Regions from separate parts of the Sus scrofa genome. Here region 2 is linked to region 1. Evidence: chromatin contacts called from public HiChIP or PLAC-seq data. All regions are on one chromosome and are shown on one strand. Each heading gives the region's core, a stretch centred on a gene start, on an enhancer-like site or on the middle of the called end of the contact. The rest is flanking DNA. Distances are from core to core; before and after follow the strand shown.

Region 1 (6,498 bases), core at 1,200-3,699:
CCAGAGACAATGGGAGATTCCGAGGAAGGACAGAGCCAGAAAAGCAGCCCCAAGCTCTTCACACCTGCATCACCAACCCCAGAACCACCCCCCCACAGAACAGACTCAAAGTGGCCCAGCTAAGAAAAGCGACCTGAAGGCACCAGAGTTTTCAGTTTAAGCTCAGCTATGAAAATTAGCTGTTAAAACAAAGAAAAACAACACTCTTCAGAGAAAAATAACACAATCCAGAATCTCCACTCCAAAATTAGCCAACACACAGAGTTCCTGTTGTGGCTCTGGGGAAATGAACCCAACTAATATTCATGAGCATGAGGGTTCAATCCCTGGCCTCACTCAGTGGGTTAAGGATCTGGCATTGCCATGAACTGTGCTGTAGTTTGCAGAGGCAGCTCAGATCTAGCGTTGCTGTGCCTGTGGCATAGGCTGGTTTGACCCCTAGCCTGGGAATTTCCATATGCCCTGGATGTGGCCCTAAAAAGCAAAAACAAAACAAAACAAAATTGCCTATACACAAAGAGCAAGCCGACACCCCCCCCCAAAAAAAAAGGTGTGCACGAGCTTGAGTGCACATGTTGTGCAATGTCTGCCTGAGATCACACCCAGGACTTGGGAATGAGGCTCCTCACCCAACCAGCCCCCTCTTCTAGCTCTGGAGGTGGCTGGGGAGATCACCCTAGCCAGCCCCCAACCCCCCTCTCACCTGTCCTGCTCAAAACCTCCTGTTGCTCAGCTCGTAGCAGACCCAGCACCCACCACTCTTCACCTTGCTCCAGCTGGGAGATCAGCTCTGGCTTAGACACAGGGAGTCCTGTGGAGGGGCAGGCACTGGGTGAGTGTGCGCAGGGGAGAGGGCATGGTCAGGGCAGGAGGGCTGAGAATGAGCACGGAAGAAGAATTCCCTGGTCAGGGGACCCAGGTGGCTATGGGCATCTCGAAGTGAAGTCTCTAGAACTGAGACAAAGGCAAGCACTCGCATGAGGAATATGCAGAGACCAGATTGGAACCTGGGGACGAGGGGCAGGACCCTCTTCTCTGAGCTCCAAACTGGCAAGCAGCGTCCCCAGCTCCCTAGAGGCCCCACCGTGAGCTGGCGGAGAGCCTCACCCAGCGAGGCCACGTGCCCGTAGTTCTCCAGCATCACGTCCCTGTATAGCGTCCGCTGGTCTGGGCCCAACTGCCGCCCTTCCTCCCAAGAGAAGTACACAGCCACGTCCTGGAAGGTCAGCGGCACCACCTCCTGCAACGACAGGTGGGTGCTGCCCGCGGGGCTGTGCCCACTGGGTGGACCTGTGGTGGTCAGCCAGAGGGCCAGCTGCCCTCTTCCGTCCTGAGACCCAGCTAGTCCCCCAGCAGCCCTCTGGCGGGGGGGGGGGGGGGGGGGGTTGGGGGTTGGATCCCAGAGCCCTGTCCTTGGGGTGCTAGGGCTCCTGGCTTCTCGGCGTGCTGGGCTCACCGCTCCAGAGGGGGGAGGACAGGGAGGAAGGTGAACTCACCTGGGGCGCCAGAAGCCAAGTGTGGCAGCCATCCTGGGGGAGTGGGATCTTAGGGAAGACTCGGGACCTGAGGGGGCAGCCCTGGCCCGGCCTCCCCCAGCTCACCGTCAAGGGGCAGAGGCCCACACCCAGACCCATTCAATACCATTCAGTCACTCCATTAGCTTCCAAGGGCCTGGTGAAGGACGGCAGAATTGGGTTCCTGGAGTGGCCTCCTGGGGCCACGCGTAAAGTCGCTCATAAACGTTGCGGGTCAGAGGCAATCACAAGCCAACGCGAGTCGGACTGGCCAGAATCCCACTGAAACTCCCTAGAATGGGGGAGCAAGGGCCCAAATGGCCCTCGTGGGCCCAGTGGGGCCGGGAGGTGAGGGTGCAAGCTGGCAGCTCCAGTGACCCAGCGTCCCAGGACAACCTGAAGCAAAGAACCGCACCCCACCAACAGGATGAGAGGACTGGGCGGCCGGGTGGGCTGAGCTACTGAGGGTGCAGCTGGAAGCCTGCGTCCTTCTCACCGCTTGGTCCCCAGCTTCCAAATCGGCCTCCCAATCCTGGCTGCTCCTTAGGCCAGGCTGCGGTCGCTTCCTCATTCTGCCAACAGACTCCCCTCCGACCTCTTCCCAGCCCTGCGGGCCCGGTGACTCCTCGGGTTCGCGAGCTCCGGCCGCCCGGGGCTACAGGCACAGCCCGCCGCTTCTCCGGCGCCCCCAGGCCATTGGGTGCCGACGCTCCGCGGGGCAGGCCTCCCCTGAAAGCTCCGCGCGGCGGCCCCTGGCCAACGCGACCCTGGCTGAAACCTCCCGAAGCTCCGCCCGGACGCACCTCGGTCCCCGGGGCCCGCCCACCGCACTAGAGCGCGCCCCGCCGGCAGGCGCCCCTCTAAGGCTCGCGCCCCAGGCGAGCGCACGCGACCGGCTTGCACACCTGCGCGCACCGGTCAGCCCGCGGCGGGGCAGGGCCGCCCGGGCCGCGCTGCGCACGCGCAGGACGCCCCGCCCCGCCGGGTGGCCGCGGAGGGCGCCGCAGCCGGTGCCCCAGGACGGCCCACGGGGACGATCCGGCCGGAAGCGGCCGCGTGGTCCCGGCCCCGCCCTTCCGGGCGGCCGGGGTTCAGCGGACCCGTCCCGCTATGCCTTGCTCTTGGCTCCGGGCTGGGCGGAGGTTCGAGTCGGACCCGCTCTGCCCTCCTCTCCGTCTCCAGGGCCGCACGTGTCGCCGGATCGCTCCAGTCCGGCGGCGGGGCTCACTCAGCTGCGTTCCTGTCGGTAACGAGCACAAGCTCGCAAATAAGGACGCAGAGTGAAGGTGTTTAAATCACACCTGTCACTCGGAGGAGGAAGGGACGGGGTAAGGGTAGGGACGTTAGGTGACACCGAGGACCCTCTTGTCTTCCAGACGCGCTGCTGGAATCAGGCCACCGGTTCAGGTCTGAGCTCGAGGCAGTCAGGTAGCAGGAGGATATCCAAAACTTTAAACACCGTGCAGAGACGTCACACGGGATTAAAACGCTGCCAGGCTGGAGAGTGTGTTGCTGCTGGCGGGGTCTGATGAGCAGTCTTGAAATCAATGCAGCCGAGTATGCAGCCCCATGAGATCAGGTAGTACTAGTGCTGTGTTTTGTCCACTAGGAAACCACCAGCCTTACAGCAGCGGCAGGAGCGTAGGAAGCATTCTGTAAATACTGGGTGAGCACTTGGATAAAAGGATAAAAGGCTGAAAGGAAGCACATCACTCTAGTTTTAAGACTGCAAAGTACATATTTGATTGCCTTATTTTCTGAGGCTTTCTGAATTGATACACCTCCAGCTTATAGGGTTGCCAATTGCCGGGCAAACAGTCCATGCATAACAGCACAGCAGGTGACAGGATCACGACCACATTTCTGTAGATTCCCTCAGCAAGGAGCACAAATGACAGATCATTTATTTCTTAGGCTCCTCAGACCCACAAGATGACAGGAAGCACAGACAGCAGATTCCTCTGTTGCTTGGCATCAACTCCAAACCAAACTACCTCCAGGCAGCTTTGCTCTGCAGCTGTACCCCAAGGGAAACAAAATGGAAAGTCCAGTAAAGACGGCATCACAGTTGATTCTACAAGATTGATTGTCTTCCTTTGTTTCCAGGGAGCCTCCGGCATTCTGCCAAGACTCAGCTCAGGCTGCAACTCAGCCTTGGCCACATGGCCAGTGTGGAAATGTACAGAGCTGTTCCCTGCACTAATGACCTCCCTTTTGCTAAAACCAGTGCGTGCGTTTTATTATTTTTTTAAGTTATCATGTTATTATAATTAATTTTCGTCTTTTTTTGTGTGTGTCTTTTTGCTATTTCTAGGGCCGCTCCCGCGGCATATGGAGGTTCCCAGGCTAGGGGTCGAATCGGAGCTGTAGCCACCGGCCTACGCCAGAGCCACAGCAACGCGGGATCCGAGCCGCGTCTGCAACCTACACCACAGCTCACGGCAACGCTGGATCCTTAACCCATTGAGCAAGGCCAGTAATCGAACCTGCAACCTCATGGTTCCTAGTTGGATTCGTTAACCACTGAGCCACGATGGGAACTCCCCTTCTTTTTTTTTTTAATGGCACACAACAGCATACAGAAGTTTCCAGGCTAGGGATCAAATCAGAGCTGCAGCACCACAGCTCACAGCAATGCCAGATCCTTGACCCACTGAGCAAGGCAAGGAATTGAACCCATGTCCTCATGGATATTAGTCAGGTTCATTACCACTGAGCCGCAATAGGAACTCTGACGCATATTTTAGTGTTCATCTTATTCTACCTCTCAGAGATAATTGACACAATGGACCTACTATCCTTTTTTTAAAAATAACTTTTAGGAGTTCCCTTGTGGCACAGTGCGTTAAGTGTCCAGCATTGTCACTGCAGTGGCCCAGGTCGCTGCTGCAGTATGGATTCAATCCCTGGCCCAGGAACTTCCATATGCCTTGGATGTGGTCCAAAACAAACAAACCCTTTTTGGTCATTGGTTAATAAGCATACATAAAAATGTGCAAAAAGGAGTTCCCCTCTGCGGCGCAGTGGGTTAAGGATTCAGTGTTGCCACAACTGTGGTGTAGCTCCCAGCTGCAGCTCAGATTTGATCCCTGGTCTGAGAACTTCCGTGTGCCAAGGGTGCAGCCGAAAAAGGAAAAAGACACGTACGGACATTATAAATGTACAGTTTCATAAATTGTCCCAAAGTGAACCCCACCCAGTTAAGAAACAGAAGATGAATAGGACTCAAAGGAGTTCCCTGGTGACACAGTGCGTTAAGTCTGGTGTCACTACTATGGCTCTGGTTACTGGTATGGCACAAGTTTGATCCCTGGCCCCAGAAATTTTTTATGCTGTGTGCACAGACAAAATATAAAAAAATTTTTTTTAATTAGCCAAACTCATAGAAACAGTAAAATGGGGAGAGTTGGAGGGATGCTGGTGGTTGGAAGAGGGTGAAATGGGGAGGTGACGGTCAGAGGTTACAGTTTCAGTTATACAAGAGAAATAAGTTCCAGAAATATACAGCATTGTACAGATAACAATACTGCACTGTACACTTGAAGTTGTCTAAGAGGATAAAACTTACATGTGTTCTTCACACATAAGTAATAATAATAAAGGGGCAGGAGGAAACGCTGGGAGGTGACGGACATGTTTATTTGTGGTAGTGGTGTTGGTTTCATGGCCGTACACTTGTCTGCAAACTCATCGAGTTGTATGCATTAAATATGCGCAAGTTTTTACATGTCAATCATAACTCAGTAAAGTGGAGTTGTAATAATAACAACAACAAAATTCACATGCCATGGGGTGGCCAAAAAAGAAAACAAAGCAAAAACAAAAACTAAACACACACCTGTTCTGATCCAGGAAATTCATTCCTAACCATTTAACAAAGAGAAATGAAAACATACACAAAAGACTTCTACATGAAAGTTCACAGCAGCTCTATTTATTTTTATTTTTTTTATTTTTTGTCTTTGTCTTTTTAGGGCCGAAACCAAGGCATATGGAGGTTCCCAGGCTAGGGGTTGAATCAGAGCTATAGCTGCCAGCCTATGCCACAGCCACAGCAATGCCAGATCCAAGCCACATCTGTCTGTTCTAGGACAAAATGGAAGAGATTGCTGACAGCCGGCAACAGCATGAAAGAATCACATTATGTGGAGCTGGACCCGAAGAGCATATACTATTTATCTTCATTTAGGTAAAGTTCCAGGAAAGCCAAAGCTAACCTGTACGGAAATTATGGCCTAAGCGTCCTGGGGAGCAGTGGGAGGTCTGACTAAACCCAGAGCCTGGAGTACACCAGGGGCTTATCTGCTGAGGGGGGCTGGGCAGCCTTTGGCATAAACGAGCCTGTTCAAGGCTGAGCTCTTCCCTCACTGTGCTCACAGGCAGAGAGGTTCTGACGGACCCAGCCTGGGTCAGGGTCCTACAGTCCAGGCCATCAGTCCCTGATGCTGAGATCCTCTGAGCCACCACGTTCTCATCATAGGACACTGGAACAGATAACATGAGAGGGGCCAGCCACTTTGGTCTGGACGTCCACCAAGCCTTTTCCATACCCGTGCCTGTCTGATGCTTTGGCCTCTTTCCCGCTTCAGCTGGACAGCTTTCACTCATCACAGTATTTTGCAAGTTCCCCTATGTCCTAGCATGCCAGTACTCCACTCTTCTTTGTTGCTGAATGCTGTTCCATTGAGGGGATAGAACACAATATGCTCATGCATTTGCCAGCTGATGTACATTTGTGTTTTTATATCTTTGGTTATTATGAATAATGTTGCTAAGATTTTTATGCAAGATTTTGTATGAACATATCTTCATTTTTCTTGTGCATATAACCAGGGATGGAATTGCTGGGCTATATAAATATTTCCAAGTTTTTTAAAAGTTAAAAATTTTTTTTCCCATTATAGCTGGTTTACAGTGTTCTGTCAATTTTCTACTGTACAGCAAGGTGACTCAATTACACATACATGTATACATTCTTTTTTCT
Region 2 (6,747 bases), core at 73-2,572, 77 kb before region 1:
CTTTTGGCATAATTTCTGCTCTTTTTTTAAAGTGTCTTAAAGTAGGAGATGAGATCATTGATTTGAGATATTTCCTAATACGAACATTTAGGTGCTACAAATTTCCCTATAAGAATTGCTTTGGCTGCATCACACAAACTTTTTTTTAATGGCCACACCCATGGCATATGGAAGTGCCCAGGCCAGGGACTGAATGAGCCACAGCTCATTTAATGGCCACACCCATGGCATATGGAAGTGCCCAGGCCAGGGACTGAATGAGCCACAGCTGCGACCTATGCTGTAGCTATGGTAATGCCAGGTCTTTTAACGCAATGTGCCAGGCCAGGGATCAAAGCTGCACCTCTGCAGAAACCTGAGCTGCTGCAGCTGGATTCTTAAGCCACTGCAAAGAGCAGGAACTCCATGCAGCACACAAATTTTAATGTGTTTTGTTTACTATTTTTTTTTTTTAAATTTCAAAATACCTTTTTTGTTTCTTTTTCTTTTTTTGTCTTTTTTTTTTTTTTTTTTTTTTTTGTCTTTTTGCCATTTCTTTGGGCCGCTCCCACGGCATATGGAGGTTCCCAGGCTAGGGGTCGAATCGGAGCTGTAGCCACTGGCCTACGCCAGAGCCACAGCAACGTGGGATCCGAGCCTGGCAACGCCGGATCGTCAACCCATTGAGCAAGGGCAGGGACCGAACCCACAACCTCATGGTTCCTAGTCGGATTCGTTAACCACTGCACCACGATGGGAACTCCTGTTTTTCTTTTTAGGGCTGCACCAGCAGCATATGGAAGTTCCCAGGCTAGGAGTCGAACTGGAGCTACAGCTGCTGGCCCACCCCAGACACAGCAACACCAGATCTGAACTGCATCTGCCACCTACACCACAGCTCATAGCAACTCCTTAACCCACTGAGCGAAGCCAGGGATGGAACCAGCATCCTCATGGATACTGCTCAGCTTCTTTTTTTTGTCTTTTTTTTTTTTTTTTTTTGCTATTTTTTGGGCCGCTCCCGCGGCATATGGAGGTTCCCAGGCTAGGGGTCGAATCGGAGCTGTAGCCGCCGGCCTACACTGGAGCCACAGCAACTCGGGATCCGAGCCGCGTCTGCAACCTACACCACAGCTCACGGCAACGCCAGATCGTTAACCCACTGAGCAAGGGCAGGGACCGAACCCGCAACCTCATGGTTCCTAGTCGGATTCGTTAACCACTGCGCCACGACGGGAACTCCATTTGTTTTGTTTTGTTTTTTTGATGTGCTCAGCTTCTTAACCTGCTGAGCCACAACAGGAACTCCTCAAAAAACCTTCTCACTTCCCTTTTCACTTTAATTTAACCCACGGATTATTCAGTAGTATCTTCTTCTTCTTCTTCTTTTTTTTCCAGCCACGCCTACAGCATGCAGAAGTTCCTGGGCCAAGGATCAAGTCCACACCACAGCATCGACCTGAGCCACAGCAGTGACAACACTGGATCCCTAGCCTGCTGAGCCACCTGGGAACTCCTGATTCAGTAGCATGTTCTTTTCTGTGTGCATTCTTTTTAGGGTCTCGATTGTGGCATATGGAAGTTCCCAGGCTAGGGGTCGAATCAGAGCTGTGCTGCAGCTGCCAGCCTGCACCACAGCCAGAGCAAGACCAGATCCAAGCCGCATCTGTGACCTATGCCTCAGCTTGCGCCAACACCAGATCCTTAACCCACTGAGTGAGGCCAGGGATCAAACCTGAATCCTCATGGATACTGGTCAGATTCTTAACCAGCTGAGCCACAAAAGGAACTCCCAGTAGTATGTCTTTTAGTTTCCAAATACTCAGGGATTTTCCAGGTAGCTGTGCTGCTGATTGCCAACTTAATTCCACTGTGGTTAGAGAACACACTTTCTATGACTTGCATTCTTTGACCTTTATTGAGACTTGTTTTATGGCTCAGAAAATGGCCTATTTTGAAAACATGGCTGAGATCTGAGTCCCGGCGTTCTGGGTCCAGAGTCTTTAACTTCCACTACTCCATGGTAGCCACTTTGTTTCTTTTGTTTTCAGCACCAGGGTCATTCCCACGGCCACACCACTGCCGGCAGAAGCTGGCTCCACGTACTGCTGAGCTTTTAGCGTCTGCTACCTACTTAAGTGTCTTAGCTTCTCCACCACCTATGTGGAAATCCACCTTTCCGGGTCTGCCAAGTCAGTTTCCAGCCACTGTTCATGTGCTTTTCAGTTTCCAAAACAGAGTTGTTCTTCCTCTTCCATACTTTTTGTTCAGATGGATTTTAAAATTTTTATTGTAATAAAATATACATAACATAAAATTTGCCATTTTAACCATTTTTAATTGTACAGTTCATGGTATTAATTACATTCATATTAATGTGAAACCACCACCACCACTCAGCTCCAAAACTTTTTCATCTTCCAAACAGAAACTGTACACATCACAAAATAACTCTCCCTTTCTCCCTCCCCCTCATCAACGGCACCCACCATTCTGTCTCTGTGCCTCTGACTCCTTTAGGGACCTCACATGAGTAGATTCATACAGTACCTGTCTTTCTGTGTCTAGCTTATTTCACTCAGCATAAAGTCGTCAAGGTTCATCTATGTCGTACTCTGTGCCAGGACTGCCATCCTTCTTTAGGCGGAATGTTCCGCAGTCTGCGTCGACCACATTTGATTTATCTACGTATCCATCGATGGGTACTTGGGTTGCTTTCTGCCTCCTGGCTGTTGTGAATATGCTGCTATAAACATGGATGTACAAATACCCGTTCATGTCTCTGTTTTCAATTATTTTGGACATATACCCAAACGTGGAATTGCTGGATCCTATGATAATTCTTTTTTTTTTTTTTTTTTTTTGGTCTTTTATCTTTTTAAGGCTGCATCTGCGGCATATGGAGGTTCCCAGGTTAGGGGTCAAATTGGAGCTACAGCTGCTGGCCTACACCACAGCCACAGCAACATAGGATCCAAACCGCATCTGCGACCTATAACACAGGTCACAGCAGTACTGGATCCTTAACCCACTGAGCCATGAAGGGAACTCCAGATAATTCTTTTTATTTTTTGCTTTTTAGGGCCGCACTGGTGGCATATAGAGGTTCCCAGGCTAGGGGTCTAATTGCAGCTACAGCTGTCAGTTTACGCCAGAGTCACAGCAACGCAGAATCTGAGCCACATCTGCAACCTACACCACAGCTCAGAGCAACACCGGATCCTTAACCCCCTGAGCGAGGCCAGGGATTGAACCCACAACCTCATGGTTCCTAGTCGGATTTGTTTCCGCTGCGCCATGACAGGCACTCCTATGATAATTCCATCTTTAATTTTCTGAGGAACTGCCATTCTCTTTCCCATAGTGGCTGTATCATTTTACATTCCCTTGGGAGGTTTTTGTTTTTCTGCCTTTAAGAACCTCCTTCGCTGTTCCTTCATTATGAGATCAAGGTGGCGTGTAGATAAACGCATGTGCTCAGCCTGCCGTCTCTGCCCAGGAACTGGGTTGTGCCGAATGCATGGATGCACACACAGTGAACGCCCTCAGTCTCCTGACGTGCTCCCTGGGGAGCAGATGGGAAAGCTGCAGTCTGCTGTGTCCACCACCAAGCACCCCTGTGACGCCTGTGCTGAGAGCCTGCTCAGGGAGGTCCATCGGAAACAAACAGTGAAGTCAATTGGTGGTGGCTGGCACGAAAGTGTGACCATGCGTAAGCCGAGGCTAAGGCTGGCGGCCTGGGGTTCACTGTGTGGTCCCTTGGGGTGGCGACCACACAGCAGATGTCACACAGGTGCTGGCAGACAAATCAAGGGCGTCTGAGGCCAAGGAAGGCAGCGAGGCTCAGGGTGAGGTACCGCACACAGAGCCGGGCTCAGAACCCCCCTCGCTGTCACTGCCAGGACATACTCTGTCTCCTTTGTCTACGCACGGGCTGTCTTCCTGAGCTGCTGAGGCCTGCCTGCCTGACCAAGAGCTAGCACCCCTGTTCTTGATAAGGGCCGGCAGGAGGGAGTGGAGGCCCTTCTCGGGCCTCAGCGATGAGCAGGGCTTGGCATTAGACGCCCACCAAGGGCTGGGTCTCAGGGCTGGAGACAGGGCTCTGGCTAGAGGGCAACCCTGGGCCACAGAGATGAGACCAGATCGTCACACAGCCCTGAGGCAGACTCAGGTCCAGCTGGAGGGATCACGCAGACCAGTGTGGTCTGAGGGCAGAGACCTCACGGTGCTCTGAGACCACCTGGGCCTCAAAACCACCGCTGCCCAGGCTGACCCTGGGCTCTCTCAGTCTGGCCCCTGCCGCACAGGGGCTGGATGAAGATACATGAACCTCTGTGCCGATGGCAGTGTCCTGATACTGCTGGACAGTATCCAATCCCCAGGGAAGCCCTGGTCAAGGATGAGGACGCCTAGAGCATCCGGCCTCCATGCACGCCCACTCGCCTTCCGCTGAGCAGGTGCTCCCGAGCCCTGAGGGCTGCATGCTGAGCGGTGGCCACACACCTCCGAGCCTGTCGCTCAGGGCAGTGACATTTCCAGGCCTTTTTGGAAGAGGTCTCAGTGAACTCTGAAGCCAGTGGGGCCCATCTGCTCCTGGAAAGGTCTAAGAAGACAGGCTGTGGGTCTCCACGTGGCAGGGAGCTGCCTGAGGAGGCCTGTCTGCTTCAAAACCTGCATGCCTGAGTGAGCTCATGGCGCCCACATGGCTGACCTGCTGCATGGAGCTTCTGCTTCTCACACTTTTCCTGGGACCCGCCACTGCCCTGAAACCTCAACCCTGGGTGCACGCACACCTTGGCCCCTCACGCTTGGGCTGGGGCACGGCCCAGGCCAGACCAGCATGGATGGCCACTCCCACAGAGCGATCTGTGGCACGTTTGACCCAGAAGCTGTGAGAGTGCGCGAGTGTGAGCGTGCACACGTGTGTCAAGATGTCGGCTCCATGGCTGTGCCCGGAGGACATTCATGCATGGCGGGCGGGGGGGGGGGGGGCTGCTGCACCGGCAGATGCTGCCTACGGCCCTGGCCCCAACCCCATTCTGACCAGCCTAGGACAAGCTCACCTGGCTGGCAGGCCCACGGCCTGGAGTCCGCCTTCAAGGGGGCTGGGCCCAGATGGCCCCGATGTGACCTCCAGGAGCCCCAGGCAGATACAGCCTTGTGCTTTGCGCCACGTGGCCACCAGCAAGCGGACTCCTATGACAGTCCTGCCCTCTGACCCTTGGGCAGCTCGGGGCCAGCTCAGCTCACAGCGCCCCAATGGCCTGCTGCTCACTTCAGACGCAGTGCTGGGCCATGCACCCGGGCCCCTCCCTGCTCTCAGGAACCCCCCACCGAGACAGCCACCAGGATGGCATGAACCTGGCCAGAGCAGGGTGATCAGCCTTCAGGCTGCACGATGGCTGAAAACAAAAACAGTAATTGCACACAGGCCAACTGGCCTCCAGGGTGATCAGGCTCGTGGCCTCAGAACAGAGTGGATGCTGCTGGCAGAGTCCCCCCACCTGACAGCCTGTGGCCAAGGACTCTATGCTGTGATGGCCTGTGGCTCTTCTCGGGGCCTCGATGCCAAGAAGGGGCTCCCTGAGGACCCCACATCCGCATGGCGACCCAGGAGGTGGCCCTGGGGACGTGTGTCTGCCTGGAGAGGCTACATTCAATTTCACGTCCCTGCTGCTGCCAGGTGCCACCCCGCACTGGCAGGAAGCTCTCACCACAGCCCTCGCTCGAGCTGGTGGCAGAGCCCAGGGGCCCCGGCCCCCGCAGGGGGTCTTACCTTTGGTGTCATTGACGGGGTCCATGTGCCGGTAGATGTAACCCTCCAGGTAGGAGTGGAACTTGGGTGTGGGTGGGAAGAAGGCCAGGCAGATGGCCATGAGCTCCCAGCCGCGGGCCAGGCTCTCCAGGCGGAAGTTCTCCGTGGTCTGCCGGCACAGCTGGATGTACAGCTCATCCCGCAGGCCCTGCACGCTCCAGCCTTTGGTGGCGATCTCCAGGGCCACGTGCAGCGGGTCTGCCTTGGCGCGCCGGTCGCCCATGTACATCTGGATCAGCTTGAAGACCTCGCAGGCCTCCTTCTTCACGTGGCGGTCGCTGGTCACAATCATGGGCTTCTTGATGGACTCGCTGCTCCAGGCCAGCATGTTGGCGATGGACACCCTGCGCCGGAAGAGGCCCTGCGTGTGCTTGTTGAAGTGCTTGGAGGCCCAGTTCTCGATGTCGGTCTCTGAGGATGGCTTGCGCAGCGTGAAGGTGGGGAACACGCAGCTGGCACTGGGCATCACGCTGCGGGCCTGCCGGCTGCTCTCAAACTGGGCGCAGGTGCCGAGGTCTTCAGACTGGGAAGGCAGAGAGGTGGTGAGGGGCCACGCCCCGCTGGACCCAGAGAAACCCCTCCTCTGCCTTGACCCTCTGGGGGAGCTCACCCTGGGCCAGAAACCAAGGGTTGAGGTCCGGCTCGGTTCTGGGGGTGGAAGGAGCCGCAGGTGGGTGCATCAGCTTCTCAGGTGGCTGCAGCCCCCAGGGGAGTGTGCTGGGGGGTGCTCCCCGAGGCAGGAGGCCAGGACCTGGCGTGGGTAGGGCAGGGCGCTGCCTCCTACCAGCCCCGCTGGGGCCATCTGGCTCCAGCTGGCTCAGACGGGAAGAGCAGCCACGCACCCACGGGATACCCAGGTGCAACGGTGGACAGCAAAACACAGGTCTCTCTGGGCTCACAGGGCTGCCTGTCCTCCCTGCCCCGTGCCCCTCTCCCCAGCAAAGATACTGAAT

Evidence for each region. HiChIP or PLAC-seq counts read pairs in DNA pulled down with a chosen protein or histone mark.
Region 2: an H3K27ac HiChIP or PLAC-seq map of alveolar macrophages shows a contact between it and region 1. The contact joins the enhancer-like site here to the promoter of ZNF251 in region 1. A contact is called at or near these places in 3 of 5 promoter capture datasets (fetal liver, fetal skeletal muscle and liver), 5 of 47 Hi-C or Micro-C datasets (alveolar macrophages, embryonic fibroblasts, epiblast stem cells and 2 more) and 1 of 2 datasets of contacts at active chromatin or transcription factors (alveolar macrophages).

The regions. Positions count from the first base shown.
Region 1 is chr4:182,640-189,137 of Sscrofa11.1, reverse strand. ZNF251 (zinc finger protein 251) reads right to left here and starts at 2,449. Exons shown (of 6, transcript XM_021090452.1): 1 at 1,642-2,449; 2 at 1,497-1,529; 3 at 1,108-1,240; 4 at 704-811. The coding sequence starts at 1,644. It overlaps LOC102158405 (a long non-coding RNA gene), which reads left to right and starts at 2,570. Exons shown (of 3, transcript XR_002343681.1): 1 at 2,570-3,740; 2 at 5,605-5,703; 3 at 5,894-6,454.
Region 2 is chr4:258,751-265,497 of Sscrofa11.1, reverse strand. ARHGAP39 (rho GTPase-activating protein 39) reads right to left here. Exons shown (of 13, transcript XM_003125457.6): 7 at 5,756-6,317. Among named protein-coding and RNA genes, the nearest start is that of C4H8orf82, 14 kb to the left of the region's middle. Within about 2 kb of position 1,322, at least 1 of the 83 cell types and tissues checked has an H3K27ac peak or open chromatin away from gene starts, as enhancers often do. A contact at or near this core is called in alveolar macrophages, where this site is marked.